Linked DNA regions of Mus musculus: regions 2, 3 and 4 are each linked to region 1. Evidence: chromatin contacts called from public Hi-C and promoter capture Hi-C data. All regions are on one chromosome and are shown on one strand. The core of a region is the stretch at or near the end of the contact, and the rest is flanking DNA. Distances in the headings are between cores, read along the strand shown.

Region 1 (2,740 bases), core at 162-2,661:
GGAGGAAGAAGGAGAGGAGAAGAAGAAAAGAAGGAAGAAGGAGAAGGAGAAGAAAAGAAAAAAGAAAGAAAACGTTTGGTTTATATAACCTAGATTTTTCAGGCATACAGAGTCAGACTCATGAACGTTTGTATAAAGTATTGGAACTAATGGATATTTTGTTTTGTTTGTTTGTTTGTTTTTTCCAGACAGGGTTTCTCAGTATGGCTGTCCTGGAACTCACTCTGTAGACCAGGCTGGTCTTAAACTCAGAGATCTGCCTGCCTCTGCCTCCCAAGTGCTGGGATTAAAGCCGTATGTCAAGGCAATAAACAAAGTCTAAGAGCTTGTCAGGATGACCAAGATACCTGAGCCTACTTCCCTGTCCTAGCCCAAAATCACATTCTTGCCTGAAATCTACTTCTTTGTTCCACCCTAAAATTAGATTCCTACCTGAACTTACTCCCTTGTCATGGCCCAATGTCAGATTCCTGCCTGAATCTCATTTTCTTGTCCTTGACCAATGTCAGATTCCTGTCAAACGCCCCAAAAGCCGCTTTTACACCCCCCACATATGTATAATTTTGAGCATCTGTATGATAACTTACTAAATAGATGTCTCCTAGTTTATTTGCAGATACCTACCTGATGGATATTTATTTAGGTTGTTTCTGACATCTCATATAACAAACAATCTCTTCCTATACTCATTTTGGAGCACAATATTTTCTTAGAATACATTTTTTGCTAGGAAAATTGCTAGGTCATTGACAAAACAATGTAGGTTTAATGATACAGTCATGTTCAGTTCCACTGACGTGGTAGTAGTATGTGTGGTATCAAAGTTGGGGACCAGCGGACTTTTAGGTTCTTGGTCTGTTCCTTTGAAGGCCAGGGACAGTTACAACCTATGCTGGCTTTCTCCAAGGAGTTTCTTTTAACAAGATGCAGCGCTGTGCCATATTAGCACGGTGGGTTAGAGACTTGTCCAAGCTAATCTTTCAGCTTTGACGCGCCTGCAGGGGCTTCCACTTCCAAGGCAGCCCCTAGGATTCCACCCCCCTCTACCCTCCCCCTAACGAGGGAAGGGCGTGTTAGGGAACAGCTCAGGCGGGCAAAGATTGCACCATCCGCCGTTTGAAAAGGAAGTCGAAAAAGCACAGAGAACAAAATCGTAAATCCCACACATCCAGCCCCTGCAGCAGCCGGGGTCCGGGTTCTACTCAGTTCATTACTTGGCGAAGAGATCGGGATCCCTTCTCTGCCACCTCCACCCCAGCCTAACCTTGGGCTGGGCATTGGCCCTTTAAGAAGCTGTCACGGTGGCGCTATTGGTCCCGCCCATCTGAGGGGAGGGCCGAATGGGAGGGGAGGGTTCTCGGTTGAAGCCCGAAAAAGGGGGGGTCTGAGCCTATTTTTAGCTCGGGGTCGGGTCACGTGACGAGAGTGACGTCTCCGAATGTTGTTGTTGGTGGCGGCGGCGAGCGGAGCCGGAGGAGCCGCCGCAAAGATGGAGGAGCCGTCGAGGAGGCGCTGCCGCTGCTGTTGCCGCCGCTGCTGCCGCCGCCGCCCGCGAAGCCGGAGCTCGAGCCGCAGCGGGTGAGCGCGCCGCACCCGCCAGGACCCCACCTCCCACGGCCCCGGGACGCCCCGCAGCGTCCCGTCCTCCCGCCGTCGCTGCCCGCGGGCTCCCCGCGACCCTGTCCTTCCTCCCGGCGCGCGCGCCGAGCCAGCCCGCACCCCCAGGGAGCGTCGCTGGGCCCGGGGAGTGTCGCCTTTGGCTCGCCGCGCGCGCCCCTCCTCATCCCTCCCTTGCAGGGCTCCTTCTCTGCAGGTAAGGGAGGGGCCGATTTTCCCGCACCCCGCACCCCGCGCCCCCAAATGTCCCGCAGACCGGCCGGGGATGTCTGATTTGTCTCCTCCCCGGCGGCTCATAATCCGTTGCAACTGCGATTTGAGCCTTGCAACCCGCATTCTGGGCAGACCCTCTCTTCACTAGACACCCCTTTCTTGTTACTCTGAGGTGAGGGGCGCAGCCCACCCACAGTGCTTCTCCAAGTGGCGAAGAACATACCCTTGATTTTATGTCCTTGACGTCCCTGCAGGTGGAAGAGGACTGCGGGGCCCATCTTACTTGTCTGTGCTATTCACCCCCTCGCCTGTGAGGCGTTACTGCGTTTATTACCACCCTCTTCTGTCTGACACCCTGGAGCTCGGGAAAGAGCTGGGAGATGAATTGGTGATCTTTCTTGGCTAGGGCAGATCTCCCCACCCCACTCCCGCGCCCAGTTTTCATCTTGGGTTTGTTTCTCATGGGGCAGAGGTTCTAATAGTGCCTTGTTAACTTGGGGGAGTCGGCTTCCCCCCTCCCCACCCATCCCTGGGGCCCTCAGGAAGATGAGAACTGGCTGGACGATAAGTAATTAATCTAAGAGCTGGGGGGGGGCGCGGGGAGTGTGTTTCATTTCGGGGAGAAGGTGACCACTTCATGTCCCTGCGTTTGGCCTTCTGAGATGAGCTTTGTCCCTGAAGAGGAAGGATAGCAGCTGCAGTTGCTTTTGGGGTGTGTGTGGTGTGTGTGTGTGTAGTGTGTGTAGTGTGTGTGTGTACCCATCACTCTGGTAGTGACCACTATGCTTCTGGGTCCTGGAATTAGCTTTGGATCTTGGGAATGGGAATGGAGAGAGGGGTTTAGGGATCAGTGGGAGGGGAAGATAGAGTTAGATCCTAGGAACAAAAGGAGGCAGGGATGGGAGATTGG
Region 2 (2,740 bases), core at 138-2,637, 370 kb before region 1:
TCCGGCTGCCAGGAACCAGGTGAGGGACAGAATCACCCACCAGATGGAGCTGGCCATGCTGAAGAAGTAGAGCATCATGAAGAGTATAGTGCAGCCTTCTTTCTTAGTGCCCTGCACCACCGTGCGATAACCGTCCTCTGAGAAGCGCTCATTGCATACCACGCGCTCCTGGAGAACGAAGCCCGCAATGTAGGCCACTGACACCATGGTGTAGCAGCCGGACAGAAAGATGATGGGCCGCTCTGGGTAGCGAAATCGCTGCATGTCCACTAAATAGGTGGTGACCGTGAAGAAAGTGGAAGCGCAGCACAACACCGACCATGTGAGGATCCAGAGACGGGCAAAACGAGTCTCCTCTTGCGAGAAGAACATAGAGCCGTCGGGCCGTGCGGGCTCGCAGGGCGCGGCACAATCGCGCTCACCCAGAAACTTATAGCTGAGATAGGACGGCACCTTGAGGACGCGGGGACAGTGGAAAGGGTGCTCCAGAGTGGCGTAACGCGGTGGCGAGCCACCACCGCCAGGGCCGCCCGGGGTGCCACCCGCGCCGGGCTGCAGCCCAGAAGGTGGCGCGGTGGTGAGTAGCGCAGGAGCTCCGTCCTCCGAGTGGTTCTGGCCCACGCAGATCTGCTCCGCGCCGTGACGCGGGAAATGCTCGCAGCGGAGGCGCTCGGGCCATTGGAAGCCGAACTTGTTCATGAGCGCCTCGCAGCCTTGGCGCGCGCGCTCGCAGATGGAGCGGCACGGCGGGATGGCCTGCTCCAGCACTGTGCACACCGGCGCGTACATGGAGCACAGGAAGAAGCGCAGCTCGGGCGAGCACTGCACCTTCACCAGCGGGTAGAACTGATGCACCTCCAGGCCCGCGTCTTCCTGGTTCGTGTGGCCAAGAAGGTTGGGCATGATGGTCTGGTTGTAGGCGATGTCCGTGCACAGCGGGATGGAGATGGGCTGGCAGAAGCCGTGGTCCGGGATGGAGATGCCCTTCTCCCCGTGGAACTGGGCCGGTCCGGCGGCCGGCAGCAGCAGCAGTGGCAGCAGCAGGCGGGGCAGGGCGCTGCGGGGCAGGGCGCTGCGGGCCCGCATGCTGGCCGCCGCCCCCCACTCGGCTCCTGGGCGCCCCCCAGCCCCCGCCCCCAACCCAGAGACCGCGCGCCTTCCCCGCTGCCGCCTAGCTGCCCGGCCGCCTCCCGCGTCTCCTTGCAAACTTTGCTCGCGGCCGCAGAGTTGGGGAGATTGGGCGGCGGGGGAGGGGGCGGCGCACCCGCCTGCTGGCTCGCCGCGGTCGGACTGAGGGTCGGAGACGCGGCGCACCGCTGCCCTAGCTCCTCTTCCTCCTCTAGCCTCTGGGCTTCCCCTCTCCCCACCCTCCTCTACCCAGCGACTCCTTTGTGCCTCCTTCAGCCCTCACCTCGGCCTCTCCGATCCCAATTAGTCGGTTTCAAGGGGGCCCCCACTGGCGGCCCCGCCCTCTCCTCAGCCCCCCCTCAAAAGGGATCCTTGAAACCGCCCCGTCGAGCTTTGCACCATCCCAAAATGTGCTCTCGGCCAATCAGATTTAAACTGGAGGACCAGCCCCAAGGGCTGGATTGGTCGACCACAACATAATGAGATCAGAAACCAGATGCCAAGAAAACTCTACCCCCCTCCTTCTGCTTTTTTAAAGAGACAAGCTATTATTATATTAGGAGCTGTTTGCTCAGTCCGTGATTGCTTCGGAGTCGCCCAGGAAAGATCCGGAGACACGTTTTCTCAAAGTGGCATCCGACCCAGACAACTCTAGCCTAATCTGTGGCCCTAGAGCCCAAACCCTCTGAGGTACAAGAGCTCTTTGCTCCTGCCCCTGCTCACCGCCCCCTCCCCCCTTTTCAGTACCATTTATAAAACCAAGTGAAAAATCCCGTTTAAAAAAATATATACAGAGAGAGAGAGAGAAATATGTATGTTTTTAAAGCACGTTAGCGAATAGCTTGCAAAGACGTCTCTCAATCCCTCTCAGAGAGTCGAGGTAAAAGTGTCACTTCACCCTAAACAAGGACTCCTAGAAGTTTTCCTCGCCCCTCCCCCTACACACACCCAAAAGTAACCCTCTGAAAAACGAGAGCCTGTCTCTTTAAGAGGCTCTTAAAGGGGCCGGGACTCCGGGGTGTAATTGCCCCATAGCGAGCACAAAGGAGCCCATTATGGTTCTTTGTGTTTAGTGGCACCTCAAAGTGAGAAAATTCAGGAACTCAGAGGCCAGGCTGCGGGGCTGGGGCGGGGGTTGGGGGGTGAAGTGAAGGAGAAAGGCCCGGAGCTGAGGATTCAATCCACCCCCTTTCCGAGGAAAATCTTAATTATGCAAAGTAAAGTTTAGTTGCCATAAGGAGGAGGTCTTAATCGAAAGTTAATGGCTGGGGGGGTGGGGTGGCGGGGGTGATGGGCAGTTTTGAGTAAAGAAACGACTCTCTTAGGTCTGACGAACGTTTTGGGGAATTTGCCTTCTCCCTCCCAATCCTTGCTCCGCCTCCTAAAAGCTTCCAGATTTGATCTCCTGGGAGAAAAGGGAGTTTTACCCAAACTTTAAGTGATTCCACACCAGAAAGATGGTGTGTACGGCTGGAGAGAGGGAGGAAGGCTGGGGTTGTAGTACAGAATTTCTCCTCTCACTTCTCACCTGGCTGAGGGGTGAGGTGGCCCGAAGAAATGCCCCCCACCCCCAACTCCCTTCACACTAGGATTGTAACTTTGAGGTCTGGAG
Region 3 (2,740 bases), core at 65-2,564, 330 kb before region 1:
CTCAGCTGTTAAGAGCTGATACACATACATACATACATACATACATACATACATACATACATACATTCATTCATTCATGTAGGCGAAGCAGTCTTACACTAGGTAAAATTAAACAGCCCCCCCTCACTCCCCCACCCTGTGAAAACATTAAAGAAAACAAGAGCTGGAAAGATGGCTAAGCAGTTAAAAGCACTTGTTCCACATGCAGAGCACCTGGGTTTGTTTCTAGCACTGACATACATGGTGATTCTTAACTGTAACTCTAGCTTCAGGGGATCCAATGACTCTGAACATGAATATATATGTGTGGAGGGGGGAGAGGAGTGGGAGGGGGAGGGAAAATAGTAAGAAAAAAACGTCAAGCTCTTGGTAGCCATGTGTTTAAGTTTCTCTCTTCTTCAAGGTTGTGATCCCTTTGTTATGCCTTGATTTATATGTAGCTTTAAGATAGGTCATTCTTTTCATTACAGTCCCCCCCCCCCACAGTGTCACTTAGATTTTGTTATTTGAAGCAATGTCTTATAGCCCAGGCTAGCTTTGAACTTCCTATGTAGCCAAGGATAAGCTTGACTTAATTTCCCCTCAGCCTCAAGCAGGAATAGACACTCGTTTATATTTACAACTATTAGGTTAATTTATTGGTTATCTGACTTCCTGCCTGGAATGGAAGCCCTTTGAGAGATTTTTTTGGTACCTCTTAAGTAACATTATTATGTATTAATTTTAAAAATACCCTCTTTGGACATCGGGGGGCGAGCCTCTACTACATAGAGAGCTACAGGAAACCCTGTCAACAAAATAACAAAAACAAAACAAAAAAACATTAAAAGTACTCTAGCTGTAAAGTCAGATCTCATGCTACTGTATAGCATTACACTGTATATTATTACAAATACGGGATGGGCTTGACCGTAAACAAGAGCATAAGAAAGAAAGACTTCTGAACACTGCTAAGGGAGCAAGTGAATACTTCCCAGGCCCCCAAATGCTCTGCCCTGCTGATCTTTCCCTCCGGAAGCGCTTACGCGCGCCGGCGCGAGTGCGCATGCGCGGCCCGCTGGGGTCGCTCGGGGCCGGGCGTGAAACCGAGCGATGTGAGAGGAAGGTTCCGCCTCCAGGCCTGCGCGCCTTCGGGATTCCCGTCGGAACGAATTCCTGTTCCCTCCTCTTCCCAACACCCCCCCAACAATCCCTCGCCAAGCACACATCCTCCACCCCCCTCCCCACGCCTGCTGCGCGCGCCCGGTGGGCGTGGGAGGGGGCGTGGAAACAGAGAGGGGGCGGGCGTAGCGGGAGGGGAGGAGCGAACCGGAGAGCGTCGTCCTGAGGAGGAGTGAGAGCGGCAAAATGGCGGACCGCTTCTCCCGCTTCAACGAGGACCGAGACTTTCAGGTAAACACGGGCGTCGCCGAGGACCACCCACGCCCCCGGAGGGCTCGCCGCGAGCCCGGGGCCGCCTCCCTCCCGGCCTCCTGGCTCTCCTTCCTTCTGCTCTCCGCTCCACCTTGCAAGCCGGCTCTCGCCCCTTCCTGCCTCTCATTTCTCCAGGGGCCTCCGGGGCTGAGATGAGGCCGCGTCCCCGGCTTCATCCCTATTCACGCCGCTTCTTCGGCTCGGCTTTCCTCCTATTTTGCTCCTGGCTTCCCGCTCCGCAGCCGGGCGCTTTGTGGGGGTTGCGCTTTGCTTGTCTCGGGGCCTGTGCAGGCGCAGGGCCGGCCCGGCCCCCGGGGGAGAGGGCTGGGGCGGGGAAGGCTTGGGCCAGCGGTTTTCAGGCCGGGGCTATGGAAGCCTTGGCTTTTGCTCGCCCCGATCATCCTGGGGATCGCCTCTCCGTTTTCCCATTGTGACAAACAAGCCCTTTATCGACTGTCTAACCTAGTCTTCCCCCTGGTAAAGGGCGCCCTTTCTTATCAAAGACGCCTTTTTTGTTGAGGCGAGCCATTGAGCTTTCTCTGGGCATAAATAACTGCTGTTGTTTACAGGCCGTTAATTGGGTTGGGGACAGTAAGGTATAGGTCTGTGGACTGGCGTAAACTTAACTTCGAGACCTACCAAGATTTGTAAAGAAGCATAATTATGGCCTTTCCAAGCGGGAGTAAATTCGTTCCTAAACCTTGATTTTTTTTTTTTTTCTTTCTTCGTTTGCAAATGTTGATCTGGGAAAGATGTCCGTGGGGTGGCAGGCATTAAAGAAAAAAACAACAAAAACAAAACAAAACAAAAAAACAAACAACAAAGGCCGAATTAGAATCATTAGGCTTTTAGATATTGAAATTGTTACTGCAGGCATAGTTGGGAGACAATAAGGGATTTAGTAGCCTTTGGTTATTTCTAGGTAAAATACATCCTCAGTTGCAAATCACTGCATTACTACCGCATCTCCTGGCAACAGCAATTTAGGTCAAGGGATGAGCCTCCGAACTCGAGTTTTTGTATTCCTTTCAGCTTCCTCAACGCACCTCTAGCTGTGTCAGAAGGCAATTTGAAGGGTTTGAATTCTTGGAGATGATTGGGTTGATAGACAAAGCAATTTCAACTGGTTTAAAATCAACACTGTTAAATAGTCTTAGGTGTAGAACGCTATGGGAAGTTTTGCAGCAGTAAGGGATTTGGGAGTTGCTGAAAATGCCTTGTGGTCATGTGCCTGCCGCAGAAACTGCAGCCCAGCACAGCATCTTAAGGTGTTTTAAGGATTTATCTCAGGTCTTCCAAAGTTTGAGGTGGACATTTGATACCCGAG
Region 4 (2,740 bases), core at 88-2,587, 280 kb after region 1:
AAAAAGCACACCTCTAAATAAATTAACTAGCCTCAGGTAGTTAACCACCGAAAATGAACCAAGGCAGTTCTAATACAAAACCACTTCCCTTCCCTGTTCAAACCACAGTGCCCTATTATCTAAAAGATAAACTTCAAGCCAAGCTTTTAGGTTGCCAGTATTTATGTAACAACAAGGCCCGTTGACACACATCTGTAACTCCTAGTACTGGGCCTCAGGGGCAGAGACAGGTGGAGCCCTGGAGTTTGAATTCCAGGTTCTGTGAGAAACTCTGTCTGAAAAGACAATATGGTGAGTGACCCGGGAGGATATCTGATATTGACTTCTGGCCAACACACAGCCATCTCTGCACATCTGTAGTTGCAAGCCTTTTGCACTAAGTTTGGCCAGAGTCAGAGTTTGCAAGTGTTTGTGGACTGAATGCACGTGTTGCTGGTGATCTACAAAGTCACCCTCCTTCTCAAGCTAGCAGCACTGGCTTCGGCCAGCTGCTCATTCAAGCCTCTTTGCAGAGTCATCACGGGGATGGGGGAGCAGGGCCCCTCCCTAGAACACCAAGCCTGTGGTTGTTTATTCAGGACATTATTGAGGGCCAAGATGACAGATAACTCTATCACTTGGCCAACAGTCGGGTGTTGCGGTGTTAGGTTATTTCTGTGTCTGCAGAAAACAGTGCAACCTGGACAAAAGAAATAAATGATATCATTTTTCATTCAGGCAACTAGATTCCGTGGTACAAAAGGCTCCCTGGGGAACGAGGCCGGGACAGCGCGGCTCCTGAGTCGCTATTTCCGTCTGTCAACTTCTCTAATCTCTTGATTTCCTCCCTCTGTCTGTTTCCTTCCTCTTGCTGGGGCCCAGTGGAGTCTGTGTACTCACAGGGAGGAGGGTGGCAAAGCCCTGGTCCTCTACGGGCTGGGGGAAGGGGGGAAGCTGTCGGCCCAGTGACTTTTTCCCCTTTCTCTTTTTCTTAGAAACCAGTCTCAATTTAAGATAATGAGTCTCCTCATTCACGTGTGCTCACTATTCATAGGGACTTATCCACCCCCGCCCTGTCAATCTGGCTAAGTAAGACAAGTCAAATTTAAAAGGGAACGTTTTTCTAAAAATGTGGCTGGACCGTGTGCCGGCACGAAACCAGGGATGGCGGTCTAAGTTACATGCTCTCTGCCAGCCCCGGTGCCTTTTCCTTTCGGAAAGGAGACCCGGAGGTAAAACGAAGTTGCCAACTTTTGATGATGGTGTGCGCCGGGTGACTCTTTAAAATGTCATCCATACCTGGGATAGGGAAGGCTCTTCAGGGAGTCATCTAGCCCTCCCTTCAGGAAAAGATTCCACTTCCGGTTTAGTTAGCTTCCACCTGGTCCCTTATCCGCTGTCTCTGCCCACTAGTCCTCATCCATCCGGTTTCCGCCCTCATCCACCTTGCCCTTTTAGTTCCTAGAAAGCAGCACCGTAGTCTTGGCAGGTGGGCCATTGGTCACTCCGCTACCACTGTTACCATGGCCACCAAGGTGTCATTTAAATATGAGCTCACTGAGTCCTGCGGGATGGCTTGGTTGGTAATATGCTTGCTGCAAAATCGTGAGAACTGGAGTTCAATTCCCAGCACATGGATGTATTTCCAGCACCTGGAAGGCAGGGAGCAGAGATCTTAAAGCTCCTGGCCAGACAGCCCAGCCTAATTAGTAATCAGTGAGAGACCCTGTCTCAAGAAACAAGATGGAACATCAAAGGTCAACCTCTTGTCTCCACACACACAAATACACACATGCACATACATCCACACACAGGCAAACACATGCACACACCTGAACACCCTCCACAAATACATACATAAAAAAATAAATACATACACACATACATACATACACCAACATTCCCTCTCCTTAGTCTCCTGGCTACGCTCTTGTCACCCCCACTAAGGCTTCAACTTCTTCTATTTCTTCATCTTGACTCCTCTGTACTTTGCATGCCTTTTCCAGCAAAGGCTTTTCTTTAAATCTCCGTCATTCATAAACTCCCTCTAAATTTCTTCCCCTGCCCTTTTCTTTCTCTCTAGGGAGATAAAGACACACACTACAAAGTCACCGTGGGACCAGTTTATTCACCCACCCACCCCTGCTTCTGTTCATCCGGCCAGCTAAGTAGTCCAACCTCTCTGGTGCTGTACCCTGGACCCTGGCTTCACCACAGCTCCTCCATGCTACCCAGCCCTGCAAACCTTCAGCCTAGCCTCTGGTTCTCCAACCAGCACAGGCCCAGTCTGGCTTCTATGTCCTAGAAATCTCCTTCATTCTCTCCATTTCCCTCCTGAATCTACCACCTTCTTTCTCCCTTCTCCTGACCTCTAATGTCTTGGTCAAACGATTACAAGGAAGCCAATGAAATTAGCAGTTTGGGGTACCTCAGAGTCAGCAGGGGAGCTGGGATGAATTCACATTTCCAGGCCTTTGCTTTGCTCCCCGGATTCTGACAGGCAGTTCCGAAGCTGAGTCCAGGAAGCTGAATTTAAAATCACACTCCAGCTGGGTTCTGAGGCAGCCCTACCACATCAGCTGGCCCTGACTGAGCTGTGTCTGGGTGGCAGTGGTGCTGGTGGTGCTGGTGGTGCTGGTGGTGGTGGTGGTGGTGGTGGTGGTGGTGGTGGTGGTGTGTGTGTGTGTTTTCTGCTTTTACAAAACTTTTCTAATTCTTATACAAAGGACAAATCTGCCTCATATAGGCAGAAAGATGACTT

Evidence for each region. Promoter capture Hi-C pulls out the DNA fragments that hold promoters and counts their contacts. A called contact is a pair of places that touch in the nucleus more often than the background predicts.
Region 2: a Hi-C map of embryonic fibroblasts shows a contact between it and region 1, with 4 times the contacts expected there. The contact joins the promoter of Fzd2 here to the promoter of Hdac5 in region 1. A contact is called at or near these places in 3 of 39 promoter capture datasets (cranial neural crest, embryonic stem cells and maxillary cranial neural crest), 3 of 484 Hi-C or Micro-C datasets (embryonic fibroblasts and embryonic stem cells), 2 of 115 datasets of contacts at active chromatin or transcription factors (embryonic stem cells and stem cell-derived neural progenitor cells) and 1 of 9 other capture datasets (embryonic stem cells).
Region 3: a contact with region 1 is called in a promoter capture Hi-C map of pre-B cells. The contact joins the promoter of Gpatch8 here to the promoter of Hdac5 in region 1. A contact is called at or near these places in 4 of 39 promoter capture datasets (cranial neural crest, erythroid cells, liver and 1 more), 4 of 484 Hi-C or Micro-C datasets (CD4 T cells, CD8 T cells and embryonic stem cells), 1 of 115 datasets of contacts at active chromatin or transcription factors (pancreatic cancer cells) and 3 of 9 other capture datasets (adipose tissue, liver and pancreatic islet).
Region 4: a contact with region 1 is called in a promoter capture Hi-C map of fetal liver, with 2.2 times the contacts expected there. The contact joins the promoter of 4930417O22Rik here to the promoter of Hdac5 in region 1. A contact is called at or near these places in 4 of 39 promoter capture datasets (embryonic stem cells, fetal liver, maxillary cranial neural crest and 1 more).

What each region holds. Positions count from the first base shown.
Region 1 is chr11:102,228,843-102,231,582 of GRCm38.p6, reverse strand. Hdac5 (histone deacetylase 5) reads left to right here and starts at 1,411. Exons shown (of 27, transcript NM_010412.3): 1 at 1,411-1,578. It overlaps Mir8101 (microRNA 8101), which reads left to right and starts at 1,433; the gene lies at 1,433-1,543.
Region 2 is chr11:102,603,078-102,605,817 of GRCm38.p6, reverse strand. Fzd2 (frizzled class receptor 2) reads right to left here and starts at 1,387. Exons shown (of 1, transcript NM_020510.2): 1 at 1-1,387. The coding sequence starts at 1,086.
Region 3 is chr11:102,554,732-102,557,471 of GRCm38.p6, reverse strand. It overlaps Gpatch8 (G patch domain containing 8), which reads left to right and starts at 1,314. Exons shown (of 8, transcript NM_001159492.1): 1 at 1,314-1,392. The coding sequence starts at 1,348.
Region 4 is chr11:101,951,018-101,953,757 of GRCm38.p6, reverse strand. 4930417O22Rik (RIKEN cDNA 4930417O22 gene) reads right to left here and starts at 1,337. Exons shown (of 4, transcript NR_045806.1): 1 at 1,279-1,337.